Linked DNA regions of Anas platyrhynchos: region 1 is linked to region 2. The links are chromatin contacts, called in public Hi-C maps. All regions are on one chromosome and are shown on one strand. The core of a region is the stretch at or near the end of the contact, and the rest is flanking DNA. Distances in the headings are between cores, read along the strand shown. Region 1 overlaps ZNF704 (zinc finger protein 704). Region 2 overlaps PAG1 (phosphoprotein membrane anchor with glycosphingolipid microdomains 1).

Region 1 (5,953 bases), core at 2,495-4,994, 140 kb after region 2:
GCCGAAATACCTGCAGTAGGTGTGCCCGTGGCCATCAGCAGAGGGGCTGCCCTGGGGGGTCATGCTGTAGGGGTGCTCGGTGCGGTACGGGGGGCTCCTCGGAGCTGGGAGACGCCGTGTCCGGGACGTGGCCTGGAGGAGCAACAAGAAAGACCCGACTGCATTTCTCTGCAACCTGCAACCCCCTGGGTCTGGCGCAGCTCCCGCGGCCGTCCCTCAAAGCCAAGCTCTGAGCGTGGCGGCCAGGCCGTCACCAAGATAACTTTTTAAAACGAGAACGAGCTTCCAACTCTGGCACTAATGGAAATAAATACTGAATACTTTTAGTATATATATATATATATATTTGGAAAGTATTTGAAGAAAAAATAAAAAAAAGTGTTTTGTCTTTTTTTATACGACTTTTAGCCAAATAGAAGTATTCTGATTATTACTGCTGTGGGCAGCTGCCCACCTGTACATAAACTCAGATATTCAGGTGCGTGAACCTGAGGAGAGTAAATAAATAAATAAAGACTGTTCTCTGGCTATGCGCTTTGCTAGCTTTTGGTTCCTTTGTACATAAGAGGCAACTGTTTAAATGTTGGGTGGGGTTTTTTATTTAATTGCTGTTCCTCTAAAGAAAGAAGAAGAAGAAGAAGAAAAAAAACCTTTTGACTTTGTTTTTTTCTGAGTTAATACAAAGATTTTCTAACTTTTTACTGCAGAAATGGATAAATACCTGGTGCTATGTGAATCTGAGAGTCGAACTGGCCATAGCAGACACCCCAGTTAGGATGCACTTTTCCTGTGGCACACGATGTATTTTCTCAGAATGGACTTTCAAAGGACCATCAGATGTTTACATTTCTTCTCGTGGCCCCAAACGGTTTTGAATATTGAAACGACTCCCCAGAATAGAGAAAGACATGATGCATTGCCCATGTGACGAATCCTTACATTTAGGTAAATACAACAGGTTTGTACAAATACCATTTTAGAGATAGTTGAAATATTGGGCTTTCATACTTTGTAACGCTTTGATGTGACAATAAATATGCTGTTGCTCTCTATCTAGTCTAACCTCATTGTAGACCTGTAATTTCCTGTTTATGGTTATGTCATGAATTGCACTGGCTTGAATTCAGCCAAATACTGACTGTTCAGCTGAGATATTCCGACTGTTATGATGTCCACAGAACATTAATGAAATGCACTTGTAACCAATTACCAAGGAGTATGTCCAATTATTCATGTAATAAAACCCGTATGTACTACTTTGCAACTTGTTTGTGTGAAACTCAGTTCTTTCACAGCCACGAGTGCTAGCACATAACCGAGAACCTGCCCAAGTCCACAGCAGCCTTTGCACAGACTTCATTACAAACGGGACCGACTTCCTTCCCCGTGCACGTGAAGGAGCGCTCCTGATAGACAGGGATCAGTCTGAGCAGAATAAGCCTTCCTCACGGGAGAGCTAATGAAGCTACTGCTTTGAACTCACAAGTTGGAGAGACATTCCCGAAACAGCGAGTAGTTTGTGGGGATTAAAAAAAATAAAAGTAAAAATTAATACTGTTTCTGTCCAAATTCTCAACTCCCTTCGCTTTGTTAGGTCATATTTAGATTTTCCTTTGGCTAATGCATTCCTACCCTCTGCTGCAAAGCCAACTCCAATATAAATAGCAGGGCTATTAAATTTAATGAGCGGTTTAATCACTCTTCTGTTCTTATTTTTCTCCCTTCCAGCAACACCTCCTCACCACACACATGCACCAACAGCCGTCCATCTCTCCTCAGGAAGATCTCCAAGCCCGGCAGAGGTAGCAGGCACTGCTGCAGTGAGAGGAGCTCCTTGGTGCTTCTGTTGGAGGAGTCTCGCCTTCAGAGACCCCCTCCTGCCGGGTGGTACCCAAAGCTGTGTCAGTAGGGACCTGCCACCAGGTGGTCCTACAGCTGACTCATCTAGATAACAAAAGGAAGAGATTGTGAAGCCATAATCAGCAAGGAAGTGTTTCATTGGTATTTCAGACTAAATCCCACTAATTAAATGCCACCCTAAAAGGCAACAATCTCTGCTGTGAGTGGTGTTTCTAAAGGCAGGCGTGCCGACCACTGCAGTTAGCTTTGTGCAAAGAGCGTGGTTTAAGGACTGTACAAAGCAGAAGCATTAAAGGAAAAGGGTTTCAGTTTAATGCAGAGCTGAATACCTACACTCCCTCCTCTCCCCTTTGCACAGGCTCTGTCCCATTTTGAATTAATTCCAAACAGCTTTCAGAAGTGACTGCCTTATGTGCATTTGGGTTAGAAAATAGTTCGTGCCCTCGTGTCCTTCCTTTAGAAACTCTGAGCCAGAATGAAACCTTCTCTGCAGGCATCAGTAACTTCCTCTAACATAGAATCATAGAATCATAGAATATCCTGAGTTGGAAGGGACCCTCGTTTCTTTAGATAAAATAGTTCACTAAGTTCAAATTTGGGCTTCAAATACTCTTCACTGCAAGAAAACATTTTTTTCTTGAAATATCCCATGCATTTTATACTTACAGTGTTGCCATCATCTTTTTTTTTTTTTTTTTTTTTTTTTTTTATTTTAATACCAGCACCTTTGAGACCTACTCTCCAAATGTGGTGTTAGAGAATCATTGCGTTATAACCTTGCTTCTTTGTTCCTGCTGGGAACCTGTAACACTGGAAACAACCTTTCAGCAACGAAAATGCTACCTAAGGAATGGCAATATCATTGTGGTGCCCCTTAATTGGACGCATTATTTTCTATTTCATTTGCTCAAGCTGCCAACTTTTTTCTCCCCCTCCCACCCACTCTTTTTTACGGTGCCAAGACAAATATTTAGGTTATAAAAACAGCCTGATTGGTTTGAAGACCAAGCTACATTTTTCCTTTTGGCTAGCAAAATAAAAAGTAAACATTATGCTAAGATTTATGTTCTAAATTTAGCCTTGGAACAGAGGGGGAGAGGGAGAGAGGGAACTTGCACCTTCCTCAGTTACACTTTCCTGCTTTATCCCCAGATGATACCAACATGAATAAATGATTTTTTTTTTAATTTAATTTATTTTTTTTCACTTATAATTGTTGAGGAAGGAGAAGAAGAACTTTCAAACACGTTTGTTTTGAGGCAAGACAAATGATGAGCAAATTTCTCATCACCCTTTGGTTTAGCTTTGCCTCTGTAGTATCGCGTCCTGCTCTGAAGCAAGCCCTTGGTTCTTTTTGCCAAGCTGTAGAACAAAATACAACAACAATAAAATAAAACAAAACAAACCCCTTATGGACAGGGAGAAAGGGAGGAAACACTGCCAAGGTCTGGCTTAAACTACCAGGCTTGTTTTTAACCAACCTTATGGCATAGATCCAGGTGCCTAAATCCGACTGCAGATCAGTGATCCACCAAACTCCACCTTCAGTATTTTTGAGTAGCATGTGAGCAGCCCCTGTTTGGCTAAAGCAGACTGACCTTTCCCTCCCAGGCTTCTGAGCTGGGAGCTTTGCAGAATGCTTAGCTTTGTGTCATAATGTCATAAGCAGCATGTAACGTAGAATAATAATGTATATTTATATTTTATACATAAAATTGTTTTAGAGACCGATTTCCCCAAACTCTTTTAAAAATGAGAAAATGAGGGGGGAAAAGGAGGAAAAATAACTAGAAGGCAGCCGGTTTTTAGCAGAGAAGAGGTTAAAGCCGTGCAGGGACGCCAGGGAGGAGCTGGGGACCCCTCTCCGGAGCTGCAAACTGATCCAGTGCTGACCCCGCGTGGCCCGCCGCGAAGCTGCAGCCGCCAAAAAGACCCGGGGAGAGTCAACAGCAGGCGAGGATGGGGAAATTGGGGTGAGCTGGCCATGCACTGCAAGCACTGAGTACAAAGGGTGCTCTGCCTCTCCCCCAGGGGCGGTGCCAAATTCGTTTCGGTGTCGCCAGGAAGAGCACTGCTGGTTTTTCCCCTCATGCTTGAGGTACGAAACCAGCAAGGCGGTGACTCACGTCGCCACTTTTAGCCCGAGCTTTGAGCCGGGACCGACCCGGCTTTTTGAAGTGCTGAAGAGCCGAGGTCTCTGTGAGGGGACTCAGATGATGTCCTGTTTAGAAAGGGCCGGGTTCCTTCCTTCTGGGCATGGACCTCTTGACCCGCGAAAGCAAAGAGGATACGGAGTAAGGGATGGAGGGAGAAAGGGAAATGGTTCTTACTTCCTTGGCTTTGGTAAAAATCAGAAATTTCCCAAAAAACATTCTGAAAACCCCGCTCCCAGGCTCAGTTCCCAGGCTACTCCTTTCTCGGGTTTTCTTTTCTCTAAATGTTTATGATTTCACCCAGAATGGTGGCCAGGAGTCTGGGCATTTGGGGCTGACCAAGCCATGTGGCTCGCTACGCGGGGGGACTTTCAGAGCTCCTCCCTCCACCACCTCTTCTGCTGCTTCCCAAAATCGGCGGTAAAATGAGAAGTGCAGTCCCTCACGGGAGGTGTTTCGCATTTCGAGCCAGCCCCCGGTGTGGTGTCGGGGCAGAGGAACTGGGAAGTCACCAGAGGAAAGCGAGATGAAAGCGGAAGGGAAACGAAGTACAGGGGTGACAAAATAATCCTGTTATACCGGGAGAAAGCCAGACGGATCGAAGGATCTCTTCTATTTGCATTTTATTCTCATTTCTGTTCCTTGTAGTTTCCTACCTCTGCTGCATATTGCCAGCAGCTCCCTTATCAAACTTGTGCTGCTTGCCTGCGGTTATCCCCCAATAATCCCCCACTGGGCTCTTCCCCTTTGACCCGGTGCAGCACACGCCTCCTTGCCGTGTGACTGACTGTCCCACTGCTGCGTATTTAGGTAAAAACACGCACTTTTTGCCACCTCATTTTCCAGTTTTCCACTTCATGTCTCCAGTGTGAGTCCCTGAAGCCTAGGCAAAGCTGCGCATCCTTCACCAAATCCTTTCTGCCTGCTGCGGGGCGGGCGGGCTCGGCTCCCAGTAAAAGTGTTGTAAAAGGAAAGCTCTCTCCGACGTCTTGCTTTTACTCAGAAGTTATAGTCGGAATTTCACACAAGAACATGAACTACAGAGAGGAAGACCTAATTATGTCCCTGGTTTTAGGCCACAGGGTTTTTCTGAGGTGTGTTCCTGCACTGTAAGTGTATGAAAAATGTTGACCCAAGGAATCTCATCTTCATTCTTCAAAGCGAACACTGGAGGAACAGGAGGGATAGGTACCTTAAAGGAGGCTGTAGAGAGGTGGGGGTTGGTCTGTTCTCCCTTGTGCCTGGTGACAGGATGAGGGGGAATGGGCTAAAGTTGTGCCAGGGGAGGTTTAGGTTGGATCTTAGGAAGAATTTCTTTACTGAAAGTGTTGTGAGGCACTGGAACGGGCTGCCCAGGGAGGTGGTGGAGTCACCATCCCTGGAAGTCTTTAAAAGACGTTTAGATGTAGAGCTTAGGGACATGGTTTAGTGGGGACTGTTAGTGTTAGGTCAGAGGTTGGACTCGATGATCTTGAGGTCTCTTCCAACCTAGAAATTCTGTCATTCTGTGATTCTGTGAAAAATGGAAAATGTCTTCTTTAACCTTTTTAACATAGGCTGTCAGTACCCACACCCCGTACCAACCTCCGCCTTAGCAAGGTGCGTTAGTGCGGAGCTCCTGGAATAAGCTCCTTCAGGGCTTCTTTTCCATTCTCGTGGTCCTCCTTTGAACCCAAGCCAGCCCGTGCCCTCCCAAAACATTAACAACCCTGGTAATAAATACATCTGATAAGGGTTCTCGCAGCATTAGCATCAGCAAGCTGACGAATGCCTGCAAGTGCTGGGGAGCATTACCTGAAGGCATCACACAGACCGTGGAGGCCCTCCAGGAGCTCCGAAGGGCAGCCTGCTCCCCTGGGAGCTGACCCACGGGGCTGGATGCCTGGCACACGGATGTCAAAGGGAGGGAGGGGACAAGGTGATTTGAGGCTGCTGTGATC
Region 2 (5,326 bases), core at 1,880-4,379:
GTTGACCTTGAGGTGACAAGGTCTGACACGGCACGGGTGGGTTGAGTGCAGGTGGCAGTGTAGGTCAGCATTTACTGAGACACAGGCCTTTTTAAATGATTTCTTTGATGCCTCAGATAGATGGTTTCAGAGATACTTGGTTTCTCTTTGGGGGATGTTAATGCTTAAAAAGGGTTAAAAGTGACTGGTAGTTTGGGACTGCTTGGTTTTGTCTGGGGTCTGTTTTTGCATTATAGAGCACACACAGATCTTTGATAAGCCAGCAGTGATTTCTGTAAAAGTAGATACAGTGGGGGATTAGATCAGGACCTCATCATTCTGCTGTTTCACAAAGCAGAAACGTGAGCTTTTTTGAAGGCTTACGGCACGCACAGCCTCAGCAAGGCTCATCTGACAGCCTACAGCAGTGCTATAGTCCATGTCAGTAATTCCTTCCAGCATCAGGCTTTCAGGACCAGCCCTTAATTATGTGCACATCTGGTCTGCTGTAGCAGTTCCCGACTGCTTGCAATAAGACGTGTCTTTTTGTTTTCAACTGTTCCAGTTACATGGGTGCTGCCAAGCCAAGTAGCTCAAAATGCAACTGCACTAGGAGAGCGTTAATCTGTCATAGGGAAGGATTTGTTCTGATTTAGTGCACACCAACCCCAAAAGTGAAATACATTAGACACTGAAAAACGTGATCTTGGTCTTAATGTTTGCATAGTTCAGTACTGGCTCTAAATATAATCAGCTAGAAGCTGAAACACCATAAGACAGGTGCAGAAAAACTAGCACAGATTGGTCATACAACTTTTCTACAGTGCATTTGCAGAAGCCTCAGTCTTGATTCTGGTAGCATGGTGGTGTAGGGAGAGTTTCTGCAAGCAGGACCTCAGTGTAAACAGCAGTCCTGTCGCCTGTTGTCTCCAGAAACATCTAATAGTGTGCAATTACTCTTACGTACCTAGCACCAATTTAAAGCAAGGATAATGTTTTTGTATTCAGGCTGTTCTATAGTGTCATCTATTTTAATGTAGAAATGCCTGTGAATTATCTGAATTTTTGCTTTTTGATAAAATTTCCATGTCTTTGTACTTACTTTATTCGGTACCCATGCATGCTTATTGCTGTCTTAGCATTGTTTTTACTACTTATAAATGAGGTGATTGCCTCAGGCAGCAAACAGAATTGGGTAGTGAGCAGACAGACAGGAACTGGGAGCTAATGAGAAGAGCCAGGCTGGGTAGAAAGGTGGGCACATCCTGTGGTGTAGCAGTGCTGAGAGAATAGGAGGATTTCTAGCACAGGGGCATGAGGTCAAAAGGACCCCCTATATTCTGATTCTCAGACTTCATGCCATGATCTGCAGTAGGAGATACCTGTGAAAAGTTTGGCCGAATTATTTTGCCCATGCAGGGGCAGGTGTAGCCTTGATGGCATGCCAAAATTTGGGCATTGTGTGAAGTTTTGCTATCAGGAGTCCACCAGCTGTGGCAAGCTGCAGAAAGGAAACGCTGAGGAGCCACTTCCAGATAGCACTAAAGGATAAAGCGAGCTACATCCATGATGATACTCGCACCTCCAAGGCCTTCTTCCCCACTCTCCCCAGTCCCTCCTAGGTCTGCACTAGTAGGGTGGAGGGGATCTTCCAACCCAGATGATGTGACTAAACTGTTTTATAGTTTAGGGATGCTATCATAGTAACTGGAGGTACAGGCAATGGGAGAAGTGGGCAGGAGAAGTGAGTGCGAGGAGGCCTTGCAGCCTGAGAGGGAAGCTCAACACAGGGGCAGGCCCACGAAGCTCCTGGTCTGACAGCTCAGGACAGAGAGCTGTGATCCTGAGCCATCCCAGTGTCTCTCCTGTCCTCTCGCGTTTGGGTTTTCACATCCAAAGTCATTCAGTTGTCAGAACAATTTCTTCCCTTGCCTAGACTCTATCTATAATTCATGAAGGAAACCAGAAATGCGGAGCCATTGGCTTTTCCCACCCATTTCCCCATGGAAGCTGATTGAAACATGGGCCTAATGTGGTTTGTAACGGGACATGAATGAAATGGTGGCAAAGCCCAGAAGCAGTGAGAAGACACTGAAGGCATGGTTGGTGGGAGAAGTGCCCATGGAGAGCCTCAGCCCTGGCAGTGGGCACAGGCACACGCCATCATCTCCTGTTGTGCCTCCCAGGCCACCGGGTCTGCATGCACAGGATCTGGCCATCCCCAGGCTTGAAAGGAGTCCAGGTCTCGATCCAAGCTTTTGCAGCAGCTCCCTCGTGAGCTGACGTTCTCACTCTATGCATTCCCAAAAATTGCAGCCTTCCCACGCTCTTTTGTATATCTCACGTTCAAATTGCTTGCACGTTGTACCCTTCTGTCCTCACTCTGAAATGCCTGAGCTGTGCTTTATCCCTACAGCACTCGTAAGGAAAAACAACACATTATTCACAGTAAAAGTGCGGGTCATGTAGTGAAATATCCCTCTTTCTGAAACTACAAACATAATTGTGCATTTAACTGCAATTTTGAAGAAATGGCTATGGGTGTTTTTTGTTGTATAGATTCCACTAATGGTAAATATTGATGTCTAAAAAGCAAGAGAAAGTTCCAACAAGAAGGAGAAATTCTGTTCAATATAATGTAAGAATTAGTTTTCTGAACTGATAATGATTTTGAAATGTGAACACAAGCCATCATTGGCACTTTGCCCTAGATGAAATAAGTTTTCTTATCCAGGTACCCCAGGTCTGTCTTTATTAGTCTTTTTTTTTTTTTTTTTTTTTTTTGGGGGACGACGACGACGACGACGACTTTGGTGTCACTAGTAACTTGAGATTTCTGAAGAAAGATACCCTTGCCTTTTTCTGGAAAGAGTGCAACTACAGAAATCATCTTCAAAGATCTTCACATACTGAAAAAAGTCAGTTCAGCTGACCATTATCCTGTCCCAGCGGTGTCTCCCTGCAAGGTTAAGCTATTCAAGTCTGGCAGTCTTTCAAGGGTGGTATCAGGATATTTTTTCGAGCCAGGCAGATGACAGACTCTGTGAAACTCCATCCTTAGCAGCAGGGTTTTGTTCACCTCTGAAGCACCATCACACGAGCCATAGCCGTGAGGACAGCAGGCACAAATACCTTTCCCCTAACAGAAAGCCTCACCAGAGGGCAGCACAATATAACTTTTTATTGTGAAAGCAGTAGTTAACCATTTCAGGTGTCTAGGAGATTTTTGACATTAGCTGCTTATTGTTCCATAGTCATGATTGCAAGTAAGTTTCTGCTTAAAACTAGCTTCTGAAGCAACTCCAAAATCCATTATATTAACTGCATATTAACCTTTTAGTGCCCAGGCATTGCCCAAGTGGAAGCAGATGAGTCCGTTGTATTTTCACTGTCCTCTGTCAGGTTTCTGTCCCACGCTGGTCATGGTAGTTGGTGGGTGCTTGTCCAGCTTCCAGAAGCTTTCCTGTGTCAAATGCACCTGCCTGAATGAAAACTGTTTTAGCCTCATAGTTTGGGAGGCATTGAACAGGCATTGAGTCCTCTGATGGCACCGCCTGAGAAGGGTGCTGTCTTCAACACAGGATGAATACACATGCTTTGTTTGTATTATAATTATATTTACTTGTTGCTGTTCTGTACTTAAAGCAGAACTGTTGAGCAGCTTCCAGGTCCTTTTGCACAGATGCCAAACTCCTCCAGGAGCTAGAAATGCCACAGCACTTGACCATTTCTGACCTTTTTCTCTCAATTTACAGTCAAAGCTTTGGTGTCTGCATTCTTGGCCTTTCACTGCAGAACAAGTACAGTTTCTGTCCTTGGTCATTTGCTTTCCTCCATTTGGCTTCTGCCTGGTGGGGTTTCTCATTTCTGGCTTCAGTCTTGCACGTCTTGGCACTCACACATCTCTCTCCCTTGGCTCTCTCTGTGATCTCACTTCTTTTTAAGCTCAGCTTAAAAAGCTTCTGCTCATTGCACAACTTCCTAATTGTGCTGAAGTTTTCAAGGGATGCAGCTTTCCTGTGTGTCTTTACACCATGCATCCTTAGCTTTCCCTAGCTCCAGTATTGTCTGTATTTAAAGGCCAGCAGCCTTATATGTAGAGAAACTTTTTCTGCTGTGTTAGCTTTTGCCATATCACTTAGTCTTTTGACAGGAGAACAGTATTGCTCTACAGAGTAAATATCATTCAAGACAACTTTATGCCTGCTCCAAAAAACAAATAACCACGTATTTCTGTTTTCAGAAACATACTTTGAAATCTCTATTCTTCTTACCTTTTTTTGCCTAATATTTGAAAAAAATATGGATTTTTATTTTTCCTCATTCATGTTCTCTAAATTTATATGCTTATTTATTGAGAAAACTAAGAAAGAAGACAACTAAAATGCTGTTGGGCACTTACTGCTACTCAAAATTATGAGTAAAACATATCCAGCACTTGGACAACATGTGACACCTGCTGCTCCCTCCCCATCCTTTGTATTTATGGGTTTTGTAAAGTCACAGATTATCTGACTTTCCAGTTGCTTGGCCAAACCAGAAATACTCAACTATGCTTTGATGCCTATCTTCCTAGGACCAGCAACTTTTTTATTCTTTCATAAACTTCTACATCTTTTGGTCTTTTTCAGATTATTCCTCATATTCTCTGTTCCCCACAACAAATGCAAACCAGGGTAAATTGGACATGGCTAGAATGCCTCAGAAAAATTAATAAATTCCATGTTTGTTTCTCACCTCTTCAAGCTACTGCAATATCATTAATAACTTAAAATTTGTTTTCACCATGGAGAAATTGGTTAGAATTGGTTCTTTTTAGAAGGTGTCTGGAAGTCTGATCCTGCATGATGGAAATCAATGAACCAATTTTGCATGGGAACAGAAACATTACTTTCTACATAATAAAATAACTTGGTTTTTTATTCTGCTGACTCAACAGATTTCCTTTGATGTGACTGGCATTTTTCTAGAAATTAAACTTTTTTCTCATAATATTTTAGTAACAAAATGGTGACATAGTGGTTTTTGATACAGATATGATGTTGGTACCAAATTGAATTTGTTATTAAAAAAATGTGCTTCTGATGCTGTAGAAATATATATACATTTGTACATACATATTTGATATGCATAAACTTGCATAAACAAAAATATATACATACAATTAAAGTATATTTTGTATTAATATCTGACAAGGTTTTTTCTCTGTCACCATCAGAAATGTAGCTGAAAATTTGAAAGTAACTCGTGTTGATTTAAGTCATTATTCAGTCTTATGTTTGGCATGCTTTTTTTATTCCCATAAGATAACTACTCCTTTCTTGACCATTGTATTCTACCTGAGAGT

What was found. A called contact is a pair of places that touch in the nucleus more often than the background predicts.
Region 1: a Hi-C map of subcutaneous adipose tissue shows a contact between it and region 2, with 4 times the contacts expected there. The contact joins two enhancer-like sites. A contact is called at or near these places in 5 of 8 Hi-C or Micro-C datasets (F1 follicle, liver, skeletal muscle and 1 more).

The regions. Positions count from the first base shown.
Region 1 is chr2:29,935,562-29,941,514 of IASCAAS_PekinDuck_T2T, forward strand. It overlaps ZNF704 (zinc finger protein 704), which reads left to right. Exons shown (of 9, transcript XM_038174710.2): 9 at 1-1,264. Among named protein-coding and RNA genes, the nearest start is that of ZBTB10, 69 kb to the right of the region's middle. Within about 2 kb of position 3,745, at least 3 of the 8 cell types and tissues checked have an H3K27ac peak or open chromatin away from gene starts, as enhancers often do.
Region 2 is chr2:29,791,597-29,796,922 of IASCAAS_PekinDuck_T2T, forward strand. All of the region lies in intron 3 of PAG1 (phosphoprotein membrane anchor with glycosphingolipid microdomains 1), which reads left to right. Among named protein-coding and RNA genes, the nearest start is that of ZNF704, 47 kb to the right of the region's middle. Within about 2 kb of position 3,130, at least 1 of the 8 cell types and tissues checked has an H3K27ac peak or open chromatin away from gene starts, as enhancers often do.